Regions from separate parts of the Capsicum annuum genome. Here region 1 is linked to region 2. A link is a contact called in public Hi-C data. All regions are on one chromosome and are shown on one strand. Each heading gives the region's core, a stretch centred on a gene start, on an enhancer-like site or on the middle of the called end of the contact. The rest is flanking DNA. Distances are from core to core; before and after follow the strand shown. Region 1 holds the start of LOC107863420 (mitochondrial intermediate peptidase, mitochondrial). Region 2 holds the start of LOC124896755.

Region 1 (3,193 bases), core at 646-3,145, 220 kb before region 2:
CCAGAATATAAGACTGCCCTTATACAAGTATTGCATTAACCTAGTCAACATTGCCAACTTGGAGACAGTTTTGATTCCCACCCCCTCCGGGGAGGAGGGAGAAGGAGGTACATATTCTACATGAAGATGGATTTACTTTTACCTTCTTCATTTTCTACTCGGTATTAATCTAATTCTTCAGTTCATGGTTCTTATTTATAGTTTGACAAAGATATGTGCATAGGATAGCAATACCACACACGGAGGTAAAAAGACATGAAATTTAGCTAATATCAAAATGAAGCTTACTGGACGTGAATAGATTACTTTACCACAAATAAACTGAATTCAGATCACCTCAAACTTTAGGAGTCCACTAAACCTAATTACTGGCAACCACCAATTGTAAGAAGAGACAAAGGTCACAAAGTGTATCAAGGAGCATAGACCAAATAAGACGGGGTCAAGGGACATAAAATTGTAAAATCCTAATGATCCTCTTCTTCTTTACCATTAAATAGTTCAACAGTTTATTCTCTGACATCACTAGCTGAAATTTGAAGCAAGTAGGTCCAATACAACAGTCAGCATAAACACAAGTAACATCACTTTATATACCATCAACTTTTATCAGTCTAAAAGGATCTCCAGGTTTTACTTTTCCATAGAGTGGTTAAGAGCTCTTGGATGGTAGGGAATTATACAGCTTAAGCAGCTATTATTTCAAATCTGATATAATCAGCAAAGCAAAAAAACAAACTAATAAACCCAATCAAATTTTAAGAACTTTACATGTAAAAACTCATTTACTCTTAACGATGCCTTGCTTGCTTCATCAACAAACTCCCTAAAAAGTGACAATTTTTATGTAAGTGCTCAAAACAATTGAAAAGAAGATAGGAAACTGTAAATAAGGATCCATAGTTTATCTCAAACCTAGTTCACCACCTGTCTGGATGAGTATGTCTGCACAATTCAGCTGAATCAATTACTGAGCACACCTATCAAATTAAATAGGTCAGTTATGGCCTGTCGCTTTAACAAAATCAAATTTTCAAAAAGATACTGCCCAACTAAAACGCTACAACACGTAGCAAAATATACATGTACACTACACTATATTGTACAACATTATACCTAGAGGAAAGCATTATACATAATGTGTCAACCTTGTATAAAAGTACACAATATGTGGGCTAACTCGGGTATAATGTTGTATAATAGTTTATATTGGGCTACTAACGTAAATATTTTCTCCCATCAAACATAGAGCAGAATTTTCCCTTTAACAAAGTCCAACTACTTGTCTTCTTTTAACAAAGGCATAATTAGACCACAAAAACCCAAACTCACAGTATCAGAAATCTCATCCATTGCTCGTATAATTTGAGGAGATGACGGCATGCCAGCTATGTACTTCACAAGTTCTTCTGACCTAATAAGCATGTTAATATTTTTTTTAATCGAACACGTTAAGGACATGAAACAGAAACTCGTAAAGCAATTTGTGGAACAATGCAAAGAATTTGGTCTCTGTTTTGTTTATGTTTTTACCTGTCAATAGCATCGTCAACGAATCGTTGAAAGCCTTTAGCAGTTTTCAAATGATGATAGCCGTAGAGGCCAGTTTGTTTGATTGAGGGGGCTGTAGATGTTGTTGAAATGTGGATGAACTGGGAGTTGGCTCGTACATAAGCAACTGCGCCGGCGGACTTGCGAATTAGAGCGTGCATGGCGTTTGCCGTAGACAAAACTGCTGCAATTTACGGCTCTAATTGGAGGCCCTTCTACATAAGTCCGGTGAGTAATGGCGCTTTTCGACTTGGAAAGCGTTCTCCAAGTCGCGGGGGGTCCAGTGGCAAATGACAATTATAACCCGGAAAGCGGAAATGACAAAATTGTCTTTATGCCAAAGGCATATTTGTCAAATAACAAAGGGACTTAAAATAAATGTGCTGGGTAAAGTTATAAATTTCCAAAACAACCATTCAAGTTGAAGTAAATATCATTCCTCACATACAAAGTGGGCCCCATCTCTTATAAAAGTAGTTATTCTAATAACAAGGTCACAAACTTTTTGATATTTCCTTGAATATAAATCTTTATTTTATTATGTACTCCATTATCTTTTACTCCCTATTTTGAATTAGATGCCCTTCAGCCTTGACACATCTATTAAGAAATCTAATAATTAGGAGTATATTTTATTCTTTTAACCTTTTTGGCATTATAAAATTCAATAATCAATTAAACATGAAAACTTGGTGCAATTAGGAGTGTAATTTTTTTCTTTTACCCTTCTTGACATTGTAAAATTCAATAATCAATTAAGCATGGAAACTTGGTGCAATTATTCCAATTCATGCATGATAAGTCTAGAATCTATAAATCATTAAAAACTTTCTTGGAGAAGTGAAAACTTGATGTAACGCCCCACATTTTCGAGCTAGAAATCGAACTGTCGTTCCTACGCGTGTAAACTCTAATCCCGTGATTTGTATTTTTGAATACATGTGCCATGATCATTATCCTAGTGTGAAGAGTGCTTATTAGGTGAAAAGTGTTCATAGGAATCACTTAGAGTAAAATTGATCTAAGAGCCTTTGATTCAGCTAAATTTTGGTATTCAATTCTACAAGGGTCAACTTTGAACGTGTATAACTTTTGAAACATGTGGAATTTCATAGCTCAAGACCCACCAAATAATAGATAATTGAGTTAGCTTTTCAACGATACCAATTTCGCCTTAATCCGATACCCGAGCAAAAAGTTATGACTTTTTTCGTGAGAGATAATAAAGGGTCGCGATTGCCCCACATTGCGAGGACTATTCCACCCAACTAGGGGTCGCGTCGCAAGGGCTGTTTCACCCAACTAGTGGTCATACCACAAGGTATATTCCCACGGGAAAAAGAGGCCAAGGGGTAATTTAGTCTTTTTTCCTCAACCCCAGACATCCAAACATAATTTATAACACAAAAAGGGGCATTATTTGCCCATCTTCCTTAAAAAAACTAACGTAAAAACCCTCCCCTTTTTAAGAACAATAATTCAATCTTCTTATCTCAAGAACACAAGGATTTAAGTTTTGAATTCAAGATTTCTTCAAGAATCCAAGAGTTCAAGCCTCCAAGTTCAAGAAATCTTTAAGAAATATCAAGAATATGGTTTCTTTCACAAGTTCATCATTCAAGTCCTAAGCTTTAAGATTTCT
Region 2 (3,498 bases), core at 906-3,405:
GGTAATATATGTACTTATTGTGACTTCAATGCGGGCACCGGACACCGGATGGGAAACCAAAGAAAAAAGATTATGAATTCAAAAACTTGTTGCTAGATTTAATATAATCATCTTTTGACCCCCTCATCTGAATCTTTATAATTAACCGTCCAAACTTAAACAAGTTGGCTAGGTCATACTTTAATGAGCTAATTTTACACCTAGGTTTATGAGCTTAGTATCGAGTTTTGGGATTCATTATTGTTAGGCATGTTGTTGGGAGGGAAGAGCTAGCATAATTTGGAGGCGGAGAATGATGATATCCAACGGCGCTGCTAAAGGTGGGTGTTCTGTGTTCTATGGGATAGCCATTGCTTTGCTAACCCATGGATTATAAATAATCAAATCATTTATAAAGCATTCTGACACAAAAATCAAGACATCCTGATTGGAGTTGATTTGATGTTAAGGTTTCAAGATTTAGACTTGTAAACTTAGAAGCCTCCTGGGATCAATCTATGCTAGAAGGTTGTAGAAACAGTATGGTACCTTGACATGCCTACTATATATATCTCTGTTTTGAGTTTTCTCAAGTGTAGGATGTTGCCACTTCATCTGTAATTGAGAAAAGTATAAGGCGCCTTAATTATGTTTTTTTTTTTTTTTTTTTTAAATTATTATTATTTCTGATTGGGCTAACGAGTAGCAACGCATTGATTCAACATCCTAATCTGCAGTATGTAAAATCATATTATACAACATATTAGTAAAATCCCACAAAGTAGGGTTTAGGGAGGGTAAAGTATACACAAATCATACCATAATTCAGAGATAGAGAGGTTTTTTCCAACAGACCCTTTCCTCAAGCAAAAAAAGAAAAACAGTCCAAAAAAGTATAGAAAAAGAAATAACAAAAGTGGAGACAGTCATGACAAAAGACTATACTATAAGACACCTAACAAATCATCTTAAACAGTAGTCATAACAGGATATAATGAATATCGAAGTGTAAAGGCCACAATTAATAACTAAACTCAAAAGGGAAAGAAATTATACGACAAATACAACTCATAGTATGTTTAATTGTAAAGAAGAATAAGTGAGACAAATTTCAATCATCTAATATGAAATAAATAATCATATCGTATTTCAATAAATTTCTGTGTATGCTGAAATTTTAGCGAGGATATTACGGAAGTTATGGATCTCTAAGCTCGTACCAAAGAAACAGAAGTTAGAATTGACTTTCTTAGATGCATACACTTATTGAGTTGTTTCATAGCATGTAGCAGTGGTAGGATTTCTCCAATTTTGGACCTTTAGTAATTCATAACTCATAAATACTAATCTCCTCTAGCCCGTATCTCCATGATCGCTCGAAGAGATATCATCAACGTGCCAAGGCTGATAGCTAGCCAAGTTTGCCATCCAGTTCCGAACTCTTCACTGGCAAAGGAAGCAGTAAGGTAACAGAGTCCATAGAGAACTCCAAAATCAGTATTGAGAGGCCTAACCATCATGAGCACACAGAAAAAACTCGCAGTACACATTAAGAGGAACAAAGTTACATGAGCATGAGGGTTTTCTTTCTGCAGGCTCAGGAGCGGCAACAAGAAGAGCCAAGAAACCGCCAGTCCTAGACCATCAAAAGAACCAACAGGGACAGCCCCAATGTTCAGTACTCGAAGAAAACCAGAGACTACAAAATATCCGCCCAGTAGTACTATTGCCATAACTGGGCCAACAAGCCACGCTGCGTGGCCAAGAGCAGCCATACCCACAAACAAGAAAAGCACCGTGGATGCAGCCCATATCTTCTTCTCAAGATCCATTTCCTTTACGTCTTGTTTCTAAAATGTGCTCGTATTTGGAAACAAGAAGAAAATCAGAACAAGAATTCATATGATGAAAACACGTAATTATGATACTAAAATTGAGGTAATTACTGCTATAACAACATGGACACTCGCCCAAGAAAATTGTTTTTCAGAACAAGTTTGTTAAAAATACTAAGAGTAAAAATGCTCTGATGAAAACATTGAAGAATTAAAACAGTAACCACAGAAAACTAAAATTTCAAACCATGGGAAGACGTACATTCTATTCAGCAGGAGACCCTTTGTAACATGGATATTAATTCAATATTCTCTTCATTCTAGTATATGTTACATCATCCTTATTAGAAACAATTAAGTTTATAGCCACTGAAATGTTGAGATTTACCTTCCTTCTATTTTATCATTTTTATTAATGGTAGAATATTTTTTTTTTCCATTTTTAGTCTAAAAAGATTTTACATTATTTATTTCCTTTTAAGTCTAGAGTTTATTAATTAAAGAATATTTAGTCTTATAACTATAATATTTTTCTTATTTATTTTATTTAGTTTCTTATAAATAGAGATTACTCTTCTATTTAAATCAAGAAAAAGAATCAATCAAGAGTTTTCATTCAATTTCTGTTCAATTTTCTTTCTTGTCTCTTTCATTCCATAACAATGAAATGACTTTTTTACAAAGTTATAGCTGCACAAAAGTTATATATGTTTAAAATTTCAAACTTTAATTTCTTTATTCTATCTTAAACTATGTGTGTGGAGTCAAACTATATCAAATAAATTGAGAAAAAGGAAATATATATCGATACTCCAACCACGTGTTCTCGCAATTTTAATCGTATTCAATATATAGTAACTTGTTCAATGGGTCCAACTTCATACTTGAATTCTTGGTAAACATTACTATTACCAACTCATCTCCTTCTCACTACAACCTCGCATTAACAACAACAATAACAATACATCCAACATAGTCTTATAAAATAGAATTCGGGGAGGATATGCTGTACGCAAATCATATTTCTACCTCAGAGGTAAAAAGATTTTTTCTGATAGACCCTCAATTCAATATAAAATAGTCTATAAAAAAAAGCCAAAATAATACTATATAACCAAACTACACGAAATAATAGATAGTAACAGAAATTGTAGAACAAAAAACTACAAAAATAATATTAGGACTAATAGTATGAACAACAAGACAATACACTCCTTCCTAGTGTTATGTAATAACCTCGCATTAATAGAGAAATGAAACACATTACACACACACACACACACATATATATATATATATATATATATATAAAATCTATAGTATATTAAAAGTGGAAAGACCCTTGGAAAAGTAATTTGAACTTTTTGTCCTCCACTAAAAGACTCTTTTTTAAAAAAAAACTGTCTTTTCACTATTTTTTTAATTTATTATAGTATTTATTTATTTTTTATTATACTAACTAAACCTCCTAAAATATATGGAAGGAGAATTAATTATTATTTTTCTTTTTACTGTTCAACTAGAAAAATACTCCTAAAATAGGACTCTATTAAAAAAATACTTCAATAAATATAAGTAATAAGATATATATACCTCTTAAATTGTAAGTAAGTCTTCTTTCTTTTTTGCCTTATGAAATTATTCTATGAACTGTTATATATGGTAAAGATAAATTCGTCCACGG

What was found. Hi-C and Micro-C count contacts between places; a contact is called where the count stands out from the background.
Region 1: a contact with region 2 is called in a Hi-C map of placenta, with 2.4 times the contacts expected there. The contact joins the promoter of LOC107863420 here to the promoter of LOC124896755 in region 2. A contact is called at or near these places in 2 of 5 Hi-C or Micro-C datasets (leaf and placenta).

What each region holds. Positions count from the first base shown.
Region 1 is chr3:197,374,305-197,377,497 of UCD10Xv1.1, reverse strand. It overlaps LOC107863420 (mitochondrial intermediate peptidase, mitochondrial), which reads right to left and starts at 1,895. Exons shown (of 17, transcript XM_016709328.2): 1 at 1,534-1,895; 2 at 1,333-1,414; 3 at 928-980; 4 at 772-826. The coding sequence starts at 1,712.
Region 2 is chr3:197,152,396-197,155,893 of UCD10Xv1.1, reverse strand. LOC124896755 reads right to left here and starts at 2,155. Exons shown (of 2, transcript XM_047408561.1): 1 at 2,077-2,155; 2 at 1,019-1,829. The coding sequence starts at 1,811. The coding sequence ends at 1,323.